2 separate regions of the Mus musculus genome follow, and region 1 is linked to region 2. A link is a contact called in public HiChIP or PLAC-seq data. All regions are on one chromosome and are shown on one strand. The core of a region is the stretch at or near the end of the contact, and the rest is flanking DNA. Distances in the headings are between cores, read along the strand shown. Region 1 has its middle 70 kb from the start of Gm19585. Region 2 holds the start of Satb1 (special AT-rich sequence binding protein 1).

Region 1 (6,426 bases), core at 1,734-4,233, 250 kb after region 2:
CATCACTAGATGTAGCCTCTTAACCTTGGACCAGAACCCTGAGCCAAAATAAGACTCTTTATGACTTGCCTCAGTTTGTGGTAAAAATTATTAAGAACAGAGCTGATGACACCAGATTTGGTCGTTAACCGCTTCTAATAGTTAGAAGGTCAGGGTGGGCTAGAGAGCTCGAGAGACCCACGGGGAAGATAGGATGCTTTTGTCCTGAGAACTGGGAAGAGTTATCAGACACATCAGGTTCACCTGAGCACGGAGCATACATAGATGGGAGGCCCCTACCTTCCCAACATTTCAAAACTGTGTGACATCACCAATTCTAGAAAAACCCCAGGTTCATAATGAAACTCACTGTCAGGTGAGTCTTGTTTTGTTTTGAGTCCATTTACACAGTTTCTCACAGTCCCTCACTGGGTGACTTAGGGGCACACTCTGGGGGTGAATTCTGGGAACTCTAACTGATCTTTCAGGTTGACAAGAAGTGGGCTTGCTCTCCTCAGAGAATTTCACTGGCTTTCTTGTAAATCTTAGCTTTTGATTCAGGGGCAGGACGTGGCTTCAGTTACTCATGGACACTTGTGAGATCTCCGAGTGTGGTATATACTGTCCCAGGTCCCAACCTACAGCACTGGGGAGGGAGTTCTGCTGAGCCTTGTTCAAGGAGGCTGGCTATATTCTTTTTTTTTTTCCTTTTCCATTTTTTATTAGGTATTTAGCTCATTTACATTTCCAATGCTATACCAAAAGTCCCCCATACCCACCCACCCCCACTCCCCTACCCACCCACTCCCCCTTTTTGGCCCTGGCGTTCCCCTGTACTGGGGCATATAAAGTTTGTAAGTCCAACGGGCCTCTCTTTCCAGTGATGGCCGACTAGGCCATCTTTTGATACATATGCAGCTAAAGACAAGAGCTCCGGGGTACTGGTTAGTTCATAATGTTGTTCCACCTATAGGGTTGCAGATCCCTTTAGCTCCTTGGCTACTTTCTCTAGCTCCTCCATTGGGAGCCCTGTGATCCATCCATTAGCTGACTGTGAGCATCCACTTCTGTGTTTGCTAGGCCCCGGCATAGTCTCACAAGAGACAGCTACACATGAAACTCAAGAAAAATGAAGACTGAAGCGTGGACACTATGCCCCTCCTTAGAAGTGGGAACAAAACACCCTTGGAAGGAGTTACAGAGACAAAGTTTGGAGCTGAGATGAAAGGATGGACCATGTAGAGACTGCCATACCCAGGGATCCACCCCATAATCAGCATCCAAACACTGACACCATTGCATACACTAGCAAGATTTTATCGAAAGGACCCAGATGTAGCTGTCTCTTGTGAGGCTGGCCATATTCTTAAACTTTCTATCTACCCTTCTATTCCCACTGTCCATAAAACAGACTAGAAAAATGAGGCATGAAGTCTCTGGTCTGCTGAACCTGGCTTTCTCTGGGGTTTACTTTTGAATAAAATGGATTTCTATTATAATGAGGCTGCCAAGGTGAAGGGCACCTTCTGTTCTCCCAAGTAGAAATGGAGGAAGAGTAGGATTGGTGTGACTCATGCGTATTTTAATTTTGCCTTGTGCAGGGCCTTCGGCTTGAGGTTTTGTTTTCTTCTGGTGCTAAAATCAACATCTTACTGTAAGGCAGGGGGTTAGATCAAAGGGCGAAGTTTGGAGAGAAGGCACAGTGGTTAAGAGTGCATACTGACTGTTCTTGCACAGGTCCTAAGTTTGAATCCCACGACCCATGTCTAAGGGCTCACCACTGACTGTAACTCCAGCTCCATGGGATCAATATCCTCTTCAGGCTTTCATGGGGACTTACATCTCCCCCCCCCCCCACGTACACATGTACACATAACTAAAAATAAAATAAATATTTAAAAATATTCCAGAACATAGGCCAGGAACATTACGCCTAGGGGATCTGATGAGCCCCATAAAAGTCAATACTTCTTTCCCATTTTATAGCCTTCGCTTTGTAGACTGAGTGCTGGGAGCGGAAAAAAAAATGGCCAGGCTCTGGGAGATGGCAGTTTCAAAGTGTTCCATGCCAACGTCCATCTGGGATCCAAAACCCTCCCCTCCCGCTGCTTGTTTCTGTGTGCATGCTGTCTGATGTGTCTCTACATGCCTCTGTGATTGCACACGGCTGTCAGTCAGGGAAGCAGCAGATACCAACAGATTCTGTCTCACCAGCTGATGGCCCAGGCCGCCTGGGCGGCTGATCAGCAGAGATTCCTTGCAGACCTGCAGGAACTGCTTGTGGCTAACTGTATTTTAAGAAATTGGTTTGCTTTATTTACAGAGTGATCCCTCGAAAGGTTTCCCAGCAGGACCTAAATTGGTGCTTTTGTGCAAAAGAATTAAAAAGCAGGTTCCAGCCGTGTCGTTTATGGAGGTCTGCCGTGTACACAATACAGACAACGCAAGGCCTTAATGTTTTATTAGATTGGAATCATTTCTGGCATTTAAACATTTTGATGAAATTTGTTCAGTTTTCTGGGTGTGTTTTATATGAAAAAATTAAATGTTTTTTTGGCAGTTCTATTAAATAGATACTGGCAACATCTCAACGTAGTTTAGTAATTTAGAAATCAATGATAAAACATTTTATTTAATCCACCAATTGAGAGCTTTATTGTGGTGATTCTCTTTTCTTCTGGGCCACACACGATCACCACAACCATGTGCAAGGAGTAAATGAGAATTAAGGATACAGGATAGGTTCTTTTCACTCAAGAAAACCAGCCAAAAATCCACCTCCATACTGAGACTGCCCCAGATGTGATTGAGGGGACTCGGGGAAGGTGTCACACATAGGTAGAGGTACACAGGATGCTTTGCATTTGCCAAGGAGGGTAAGCTGAGTCTCAGTGCCAACCTTGTTCCTTTGTTCAGGGCACAGAACCGTGACCTAGCACTCCTCACGAAGCCTGGAGTGCTTCCCCTTTCTCAAATGACACTTGTGCTTCTGCCGTGGCTTCTTGAGCTTTCTTTTCTAAAAGCCTTAGCTTCCGGGTTGGTTTCTCTTCACAAATCGGCCACAAGTACCAAGGCTAAGATGTTTCTCCTTTGTGCCTTGACCCCTATTTCATGAGATTGCTCTGAGAATCTCCTGTGGATTAGCACATAGATCTATATGTAGCCAGCGTCTGTTGAGTGACTTTGTCGTGCTCAGATGGATGCCATTAAAGTTAAGGCAGTCCACATTTGGACCTAGAAACCACATTAGTCATATTGTAGGGAGAAACTCAGAGTCCTCCTTCCTAGCACTCTCTTCCTAGTGTGATGGACTATGATCCTTCCTTACTTGTGATGTCCATTCTTTTCCTAGTATCCAGGATCCATACTGGGCAAAAGTACGTCCTTGCCTGTGATCTGTGATAGGCAGTGATGATCCTTCCTCATCTGTGACTCTAGGGTAATTGTCCTCTGTTGGGATAGAAATGCAACTGGCATAAACTCAAGGTGGTAAATGTCCAGTGACTGTCATGAAAAGCTATTGATCTCTGCAGTGAGCAGCTTTGGGAAAACCTCAGAGGTAGGATTTCTTGGGCCGGTGGTCTGGCTGTGCAGGTTAAAGTGCATCACTCACACACCTGGCCATTTGAATTCTATCGCTGGAGCCTCTTGTAAAGGTAGACGTAGAGAATCAACTTCACAGTGTTGTCCTCTGATCTTCTCAGATTAGAGGGGGCACAGCCCCTCCCCCACAGTCCTTTACCCTGCACCCTCCCTCACAGACACACACACACACACACACACACACACACACACACACACACTTAGGATACTTTCCTGTTGAGCTGATCCTGGAGAGGCTTCACCTCAGAATTTCTTCCCTTAGTTTTTAAATTAGGAAAAGAGAGAAAGAGAAGATTTGGATGCCATGATGGATGGAAAAAGGGGAGAAAGTAGGGAGAAGGACAAATTCCTGGGAGAACAGGGCCACATGCACCTTTGACTATGTGTAAGAGAAGACTTGAAGGGAGAACATCTTCTCAGTTAGGAAAACAAACCTACAGCCATCAACATACAAGATGTAATCACAGAAATCAGGGAAAGGGTCTAATCTGGGTAGCTTTGGAAATATAACTAAGCCCAAATAGCCAAGTGGCTGGGCATGAAATGACCTGTCTTTCAGTTTAATTTTCATAGTGGACAACCTACCAAGAGTCAGACATAGGGACAAAGGAAAAGGTGGGACTCAGTCCCTGGAAAGCACTGAGCTTTCTTCTTTGGTGACGTGAGATTTTGGTCAGCCCTGTTTTATTTCTGGGTGTCTGTGGAAAGGATAGCTGCTAGTGAATTTTCCTAGTGGTTCTTGTTTATGGTCTCGGAATATAGAGCTGCCACCCTGCTCTGTTTGTCCCACCCTCTTCTACTTTCATCTCTCTCTCACTGAGCTGTTGCCATTTTTTACTCCATATTGCCTATTGTACACCATATAGTTTTCCAGAGTTGTGGCTGAGAGAGGAGGAATAGATGTTTCCAGGGGGACACATCAGGAGCATTTTTCATTGTTGCTAGATCACAAGACATTGTCAGGGAAGAGTTACTCCTTGATGCTTCCCGATAAGCTCAGGGACCCCATGAGCCCAAGGACAGCCTAGGAGACTCAGAGGGTGCAGATGCCACTGGACTGCTAGACATTTCCCATCATTCAAGGCCTCTCCCCAGGATTTCCTCCTTCCTATGTCCCTCCAACAAAGCTCCTTTATGGAGGGAAGCTAACATTGCCTTCAGTAGCTGGCACTTGATACAGCCACGGGGGAGATTATAGTCCAATTCTTGCTCTGCAGAAAAAGCCCTGGAGATTCAGTTCTGTACAGTTAATTTGAATGCAGTTGAGCTCAGTTCAAAGCAGAACAGTTGAGTTCATGGAGTTCAAAGGCAGTCCTTCCGAGCAGAGCAATTCGGTCAGAAGCGGAGAGAAGCCAATTTGAATTAGTCAGTTTGGAAAGACGTTTGAGCCAGAACAGCTAAGTTGAGCCAGCCAGTCAGAGTTCAGGGAGAGCTAGAAAGGGTGAATTTATTCAGCAGTAAATCTCAGAATCTGAAACATTTGAGGCCTAGGCTAGCATATAGAGGCTGGAAGCTAAAACCTTCAAAGTATGGGCTTGTAGAAGACTAGACAGTATGGAGGCTAGAAGCTTCCAGGCCTAGACCTAGGGATAGTTAGATGGAAATGCTCTGGGCTCAGCCCAAGCCAGGTATTTATAAAACTTGGCTATGGCTCTCAATTCATCACTCTATCTGAGGAAATAAAAGCAACATTTACATTTACAGGGACAAATAAGAATAGAGAAGATATGTGACAAAAGCAATAACTTAGCCCAGTAGCCCTCAGCTATGTGGTCACTTCTAGCTTCAAGGGGACATGGGACAGAGAGACCCAGTGAGTGCACTGAGAAGGTTTTCCTTCACTTATGATGTATTAAGCTTCAGTCAGATGGACACCATCTTCCTTGGAACCGCACAATAGCCACATGTAGTTATCTAAACTTTTAAAATAGACACCCGTGTGTGGTCACACACACACACACACACACACACACACACACACACACACACACCACATAGGTGGAATATTCTAGAACTGCATTGTCCTGCTGTGGCAACCAGCCATGTGACACCAGCTATCTAGCCATTGGGAAGACTGAGGCAGAAAAATGATTCGAACTCAGAAGACTGAGATCACTATAGGCAACAGAGGACACCCCCATTCCAATAAGCATGTAAATTAAAAATGTCCTCTTCGGCACTCGTGTCTAGAATATTCTCATTATTATCTAAAATCCTACTCAATTTTACATCCTACAAGACTTTAATGGGATGCAAGAAGCTGATGACTCATGCAAAAGAGTAGACTAAGTTTTGAAAATGGATTTCAGAATGACAACTACTATTCTTGGCATAGACAAGGCTGTGTTTATTGGTAGCAGGTGAAGGGGCTGAAAGATCTGGATTGGGACTGATTCCAGAATGTTGGTGGTCAGTTAGCAGCAGTAGAATAGCTGCAATGATGCCCACTATTCACCCTTCATATATTGTCCAAGCTAGGAAAGCAGAGGCAAATTCATCTTGTTTTCACATGTTATCGACAGACAAAGACGTGTCTCCCTCTTCTGACATCAGCATGATGCTTCTATTTTGGAGTTGATTTTCTCCAGAGTGCAGTCCAGTCATTAGAAGGTCCTGGAAGTTAAGCGGTAGAGGCATGGTTTGCTACCTGAGAATTTAGCAGCCTTGTTCATCTAGGCATCAGGGGGATTGTTCCAATAAGTCCCTAACTTTATGCACCTCTACTTCTGAGTGTGCTTTTCCCATCCCTCATCTCTCCTAGTCTTCTTATTTGCAACGTATCTTACTTTTGAGTTGTACAAGATGCTTAGCTGCCCACAGGCTTGTGACAAGAGTTTATTCGGA
Region 2 (6,055 bases), core at 1,070-3,569:
GGTATATTTATAAGATGAGGTCATTTAAAATGCATACAAACGGGATGACTATTTCGCTACTGTTGCATGTTATATAGTATGCACATTGCTTAAAATGTATTTATTTAACAATGCCCTTAACCAAGTTAATTAAAGTATTTCTGCGTGGTAACTGTGTTAGAGCTTGGGAGGTAGTGAATGATGCCGCCAGTTACTTCTGCTAAGTTAAGTTGAAATTAAGCACTTATTATAACCTTTCCTAACAATGTGAGAAAGACTGAGTAAATATATTAAATTTGTTTCACAACAGATGCTTGGGTTGTTAATATTTAAGATGCCTATTCATGCTATTCCTGTCTGCACATTTGTCAAAAATGTAAGCTTGAATGCTAATGTTTGCCAGCAGACTGGAGCAGGCAGTGTATGCGCTTACTACTGTTCTACAAAAATAATATGCCATAGAAATAAAGAACCGCTGCTAAGTCATAGCCCGAGTTCCACATGGGAGATTCATAAAGGGTTATAGAGCCAGCACCGCAACCCTTGCTTTCTTTGGATTTAAAGTATGGCATAACTTACTCATCTATCTATCTATCTATCTATCTATCTATCTATCTATCTATCTATCTATCTATCTATCTACCTACCTACCTACCTACCTACCTATCTGGAGAATCTGACTACAAAATAAAATTTCACTCTTTCAGAAAATCCACTCTGGACAAGGTGTAAAATTAAGTAAAGTTTTTGGAAGGCTGAGCTTCTGTCACCAGGCACAAACACTGTAAAAAATCCAGGTACTGCTTAAGGACAGAACCTGACTTCTGGCAGAAAGAGACCAGACTCTTGCTCATTCCCCTCTTCTGTCTTGGGAAAGTTGGGTTCTCTGGCCTCCAAGGATACAAACATGGAACCCCAGCCAATCAATCGGGAGCAGAAAAGGTTCTCTCCAGGGAATTGGGTGTCTTCCGGTCCCTATGGACAAGTGAAATCCACGTCTTAACCCTGGGAATCCTACATGCCTCAGAGAAAGTTCTCCCAGAAAGGGTGCAGAGGTCAAAGTTGTCAACCGGACATTTTAAGAGATGAGCCTGTGGTTGACATCTTGTTAAGTAAAACCTGGCCCTGGTGGAGGCCAGGGTCAAAACCTCTACCCTGAGCTCTAAGCTGCTGTCCTCTTGGTCTTCTGGGATCATCCCAGAAGGGACCTGTTTAGCGCCTTTTGCTGGGCCAAGCACACGCACGTGTCACCATCTGGACCTGCCGCTTGCCCCCTCAGTCCCTTGCATTCGAGCTGCCCAACCCCAGTTCGGCCACCCTGGGAGCTCTGCAATGGAGGAACACTGTAGAAGGCCGCCGCTCTCGGGTGTGTACTGTCGCAGGGAAATGAGGAGTTGCCCCCTGGGCTGCACCTGTGGGGCCACAGTCCCAGCTAAGACACCATGTACCTCCCTCGGCTTCCCGCCCAAGCCCAAACCCGAATCACCCTCCAGGACCGACCCGCGATCGCCGGCGTGGGCTGCACGAGCGCTGTTCTTCGGCTCTCAAACTCTGGGCTCCAACTTGAGCGCCCAGCGCCCGAGTGGCTCTCGGGATAGAGAAGTTGCCACAAACTTCCCAGGCCCCTCTCCACCTCCGCTCGCCACCAGCAAAGTAGGGCTGGCCGGGAAAGAACAGGGGGAGATGAGATGGGAGAGGATGCTAAGTGAACTCCAGATCTGGCGCGCGACCTTTCCAACTCCACCCCGCACCTCGCCTCCTTCCCCGCACCGGGGCTCACTGAGCGGCTCCCTTTTCCCCACTCGCCCGCCGAGGGCTTCCCCCCACGCCGCCTTCGTCCTCTAAAGCGGGCCATGCCCACGACCTGGACTAAAGTGTCTAACGAGGGACTCCTGCCGGGCAGGTGTGCGGGAGAGGCAAAGACGCCAAGTAAGTCCGCATCCCGGCCATGACCCTCACTTCACCAGCCCAGTCCTCCCGAATGTCTGAGCGCGCTCGAGAGAAGGGCCAGCAAGACCCCGGCACGCGAGGGGCGCAGAGTCGCCCCAGCCGGGGCCACTGAGAAGTTTGGATCGGTTCCGCATCCGCAGAAAACGGAGGCGAGCCGGGCAAGAGACCCAGAGCGGGAGCAGCACTGGCAGGGAGCAAAGAAGCGGGACTCACTCAGGCGTGGAACCGGGACAGCGCGGGCCAGCGGTGCGGGCCGAGGCCGGGTCGGCTCCCCGCGCGGGCGCGCCGGGCGGCGGACTTCCCGGGCGGCGGCTGCAGCTGCTGCCACCTCCCCGCCGCCGAGCTGGCGGCCGCCGCGGAAGTTAATGGCAACTTGACTTCAAGTTGTCTCCTCTCCCCATCCGAAGTGGGCGTTTAAAGGGGGCAGAGCGCGGCGAGCAGCGAGCGGGGAGCGCGCGGGGCCGAGGGGGAAGGGAAGGGGCGGGGGCGGGGCGGGGCGCGGGAGGGGGCGCGGGAGCCGCTCGGAGCCCGCAGTGTAGAGCGCGGCGCGGGCGATCGGGGCGCCCCCACGAGAGCCCCCCGACGCTGGCCGGGGGCCGTGCGTGCCTGGGGCGCCGCGCTCTCGCCTCTCGCCCGCGTGGGGGGCTTGCGGACCCCACAGCGGGAGCGACCGGGCCCGGCCTGCCTCCCCCGCGCCCGCGGCCGCTTCTCCCCCTGGCGGCAGGATCCTGGGCGGCCGGTGGCTCCGAGAGCGCGCAGTGGAGCCCGAGCTGAGCCGAGCCCGAGCCACCGCAGCCGCCACATCCCTGAGCGCCGCCCGGGTGCAGGGTCGCTGCGGGAGAGCGACCCCGCGGCCGCCAGGGTAAGTGTGGGCGAGCCCCGGAGCCCCACCGCCCCGGCCCTCACCTGCACCGCCCCCGCCGCGCACCCTCGCCGCCCGCCGCTTCCTCTTGTCGTTGTTTGCCTGGGCTTTGGGGGTGCAGAGCGCGGGGCATTGGTGTGTGTGTGTGCCAGCGGAGGAGGAAGTCAGGTGAGAGGCCTGAGCACAACCCCCGCGCCCCGCAAGCCAGCTTGTGTGGGGTGTGTCGCTCCCCAGTAGGGGCATGCGGGCCAAGTTTTCCCCTCTCTTCAATGTTTGATGGAGAAGATCTTTCCTAGAGGGGACCTCCTTCCCTTCAAACTGATGGGCTCTTCTTGCTATCCTCTTCTCTTGGGCACCCCTATTGAGGAACACATAGTGGATGGAGGAGGAGGGGGCCTCTTGCAGACCCCCTTCTCAACCCCAGCTATTTGCATCAGTATCATTTTCCTGTCGGCAGCTGTAGGTCGACGCACCCAACCAGAAGGAGATGCTTAAGCCACTGTCCAAGTCTCTTCTCCCACCCTGACCCACCCAAAAGCAGGGGCAAAGAGGTCAAGAAATGCGGATTTCGTAGGAGGGGAGGCTGGGCCCAGGGACCTTTTCAACTGGTGAAGCTCCAAAGAACTCTGAAAGGTCAAAGTAGCTGAAGGCTTGGACCCCCAAGCTAGGGAGAAATTGGACTCTATCAACTTTAACCCACTCCCCTGCTACTCCTTCCCCACACAACCCCCAGCTCTAAGGAAGCTATCAACTAACAGGTCTTTTGTTTCCTGTTGTGTCGCCTTTGGGAAATTTGCATTGAACGTGACGATAGAAAATTACTACTGTTTACTCGAAGTTAAGGGGGTTGCAGAACGAAAACAGTTTTTACTTTTCTCTTTGTGTGTTTGGCAAGGAGTGGAGCTGTTAGGTTCGTGGCAGGAATTGCAGAAGCTCAGTTGTAAAAATAAGGACTGTAGAACTGCCTGGGTCTGTTTTTAGCAGCTGCACTTTCTTGCGTTCTTTCACATAAGGCTTGCTCTCTCATTAAGTCCCCATAAATAATTGTATGTGGAGCGAAGGCAGTCAGGGTGGCAGGATTGAGATTGCTGGGAGTTCCATCCCTCCAGCGCAGAGCTGTTTGCAGGCAAGTTCCTGGAAAGTGACTGTGGGCTGAGAATTCAGTTTTTCCTAAAAGCTCTGTCAGGTCCTCTTCTGTCGGTTGCCTATGAATCAAGCCTGACACGGTGGGTGACTAGCGATTTGAGCCTTGGTAGCAAACACGTCGACGGTGCAGTGGGAGTTTTTGTTTGTGTTTTGTTTTTTGGTTTGGTTTGGTTTTTTTTTGTTTTTGTTTTTGTTTTTTTGGTGAGGTCATTCTAAATGAAGCAAAATGACATAGTTCAGGCAGCTTTCTGAGAGCCCCCTCGTCCATCCTTGATTTCCCTAGAATTCTCCAATTTTTTCAACTTTTTTTTTATAATTCAAAATACCATGCCAAAGGCATAAGGACATAAACAAATATGAACTAATTTTCATTTGGGGAACTACCTCCTCCCCCTTCTGCTCCTCCTCCCCTTCTTCTTCCTCCTCGCCCCCCCACCCCCAAGCCAACGAGCCCCCTGGAAAGCAAAGCAAGAAGCTATGGGTGATTACAAAGAGCAAAACAACATAAAACATGAGTTTCTCTTCCTGGCTCAGGTTTTTCCCTTCAAGTCCTGGGTGACTTCAAATTTTCTTGCCTTGATTTGCCAAAGTAGGGACTTGTCTAACTAGGTGCCAGTGTCCCCACTGAGCAGGGCAGGTGAGAATGGAGGCTCTGCAAGCTTAGCCTTTACTGATTATTATTGTGAACATATAAAATTGGAGCACAACAGAAGCCCAAAAATGCATTAACATTTCCTCTTTTATACGCTCATATGCTTACCTAGTAATTCAGCTTATCAGATAAATCCCATCATTTAGAGTAAGGTCTCACTTTGCTTCCAACAGCCTGGATTTCCTTCTCTTCTTCCTTCCTTTCCATCCCTAACAGTCAGTAACAGGCAGTATCTACAAACTCTAAGTTTATAGGCACCCACTCTAAAGTGGCATAAACACACACACACACCTTTTTAGTGTCTAGGTCTAAGGTATTTTGCTATAGGATCCAGCATGAAGTGGTATAATTATGTTTAAAGATACTTCTAATCATCTTATTTTATGTGTATGTGTGTGGGGGGGGTCTTTTGCCTACGTGTATATGTTCATCATCTACATGCCTGGTGCCAGGGGAGTTCAGAAGAGATCTGTATCACATCCGCTGGGACTGAAGTTACAGATGGTTGTGAGATGTCACGTGGGTGCTGGGAATCGAACCCGAGTCTTTCAGAAACACACAGTGCTCCAGAGCCCCGAGACATCTCGAAAGCCCCTGATTTCATTTTTCTAACAAATCCAAATGTAGTGTAAGTAGTTGACAGACACGTAGATCTAAAACATATCAAAATATAGATAATAGGAGTTAATATCAATAGCCACTGATCTTTTCAGAAGAGAGAGAGTACAGTTTTGCCTTCTACACTACATACAAGGAAAGGGATAAAACAGGATTAGCCTTACTGAATAAGCAGCATGAGAATGTGAAATGATAACTGATTTGAGTGAAGGCCTTGAGTCAAGGAGAAAGATAAATTCCCTTTCTGACTGTGGTACAGCCTTGAACATGCCTGTTGCCTGGGGCTGTGGTGGGTAGAGGTGTTTGCCCCCAAACCTACCCAACGTGAGTTTGGTTCCCAGGTCCTACTTGATGGAAGGAGAGAAGCGACGCCTCAAAGTTACCCTCTCTGACCTCAGTGCAAGAACCAGGCCCACCCACCCACACAATAAACAAATGTAACTTTCAAATTTTCTCTTAAGGAAGAGAACACAGTCAGAAGATCTGGGTTTGATGTTATTTTTATGGCTACTTGGCCAATTCAGACCTTTACAGATCATGTGATCAGATGTCTTAAGTGGATAGCCTTATAATGGCCGGAATTCCGGTTTCAGAGCTTACCACAGAGTAGAGTTCGGTTTGGAGCCTACAATATTTAGTGTGAGAATGAGTACATTTCAAAGTCATTTCTTCCATCTTTGTGCACTTGACGTTTTTGTTTTCCTTCATGTGTACGGAATTGGTGTTCTTGAAACTCACAACCATTATTTATAGCCTTGTGTTTGTAACAGAACAGAGCAAATTGGTCAGGATGGGCTTTGGCTTGAGTAACAATTCAGATTTCTTGTAGCCCGAGATCAGCCAAAGTT

The links. HiChIP or PLAC-seq counts read pairs in DNA pulled down with a chosen protein or histone mark.
Region 1: a contact with region 2 is called in an H3K27ac HiChIP or PLAC-seq map of CD8 T cells, with 60 times the contacts expected there. The contact joins the enhancer-like site here to the promoter of Satb1 in region 2. A contact is called at or near these places in 1 of 15 datasets of contacts at CTCF or cohesin (CD8 T cells), 8 of 484 Hi-C or Micro-C datasets (B cells, CD8 T cells, Th1 cells and 2 more), 10 of 115 datasets of contacts at active chromatin or transcription factors (CD8 T cells, the SCID.adh cell line, Th17 cells and 7 more) and 3 of 9 other capture datasets (adipose tissue, liver and pancreatic islet).

What each region holds. Positions count from the first base shown.
Region 1 is chr17:52,076,563-52,082,988 of GRCm38.p6, forward strand. No RefSeq gene overlaps it. Among named protein-coding and RNA genes, the nearest start is that of Gm19585, 70 kb to the right of the region's middle. Within about 2 kb of position 2,984, at least 30 of the 459 cell types and tissues checked have an H3K27ac peak or open chromatin away from gene starts, as enhancers often do. A contact at or near this core is called in B cells, CD8 T cells, Th1 cells and 6 more, where this site is marked.
Region 2 is chr17:51,830,328-51,836,382 of GRCm38.p6, forward strand. Satb1 (special AT-rich sequence binding protein 1) reads right to left here and starts at 2,320. Exons shown (of 11, transcript NM_009122.2): 1 at 2,143-2,320.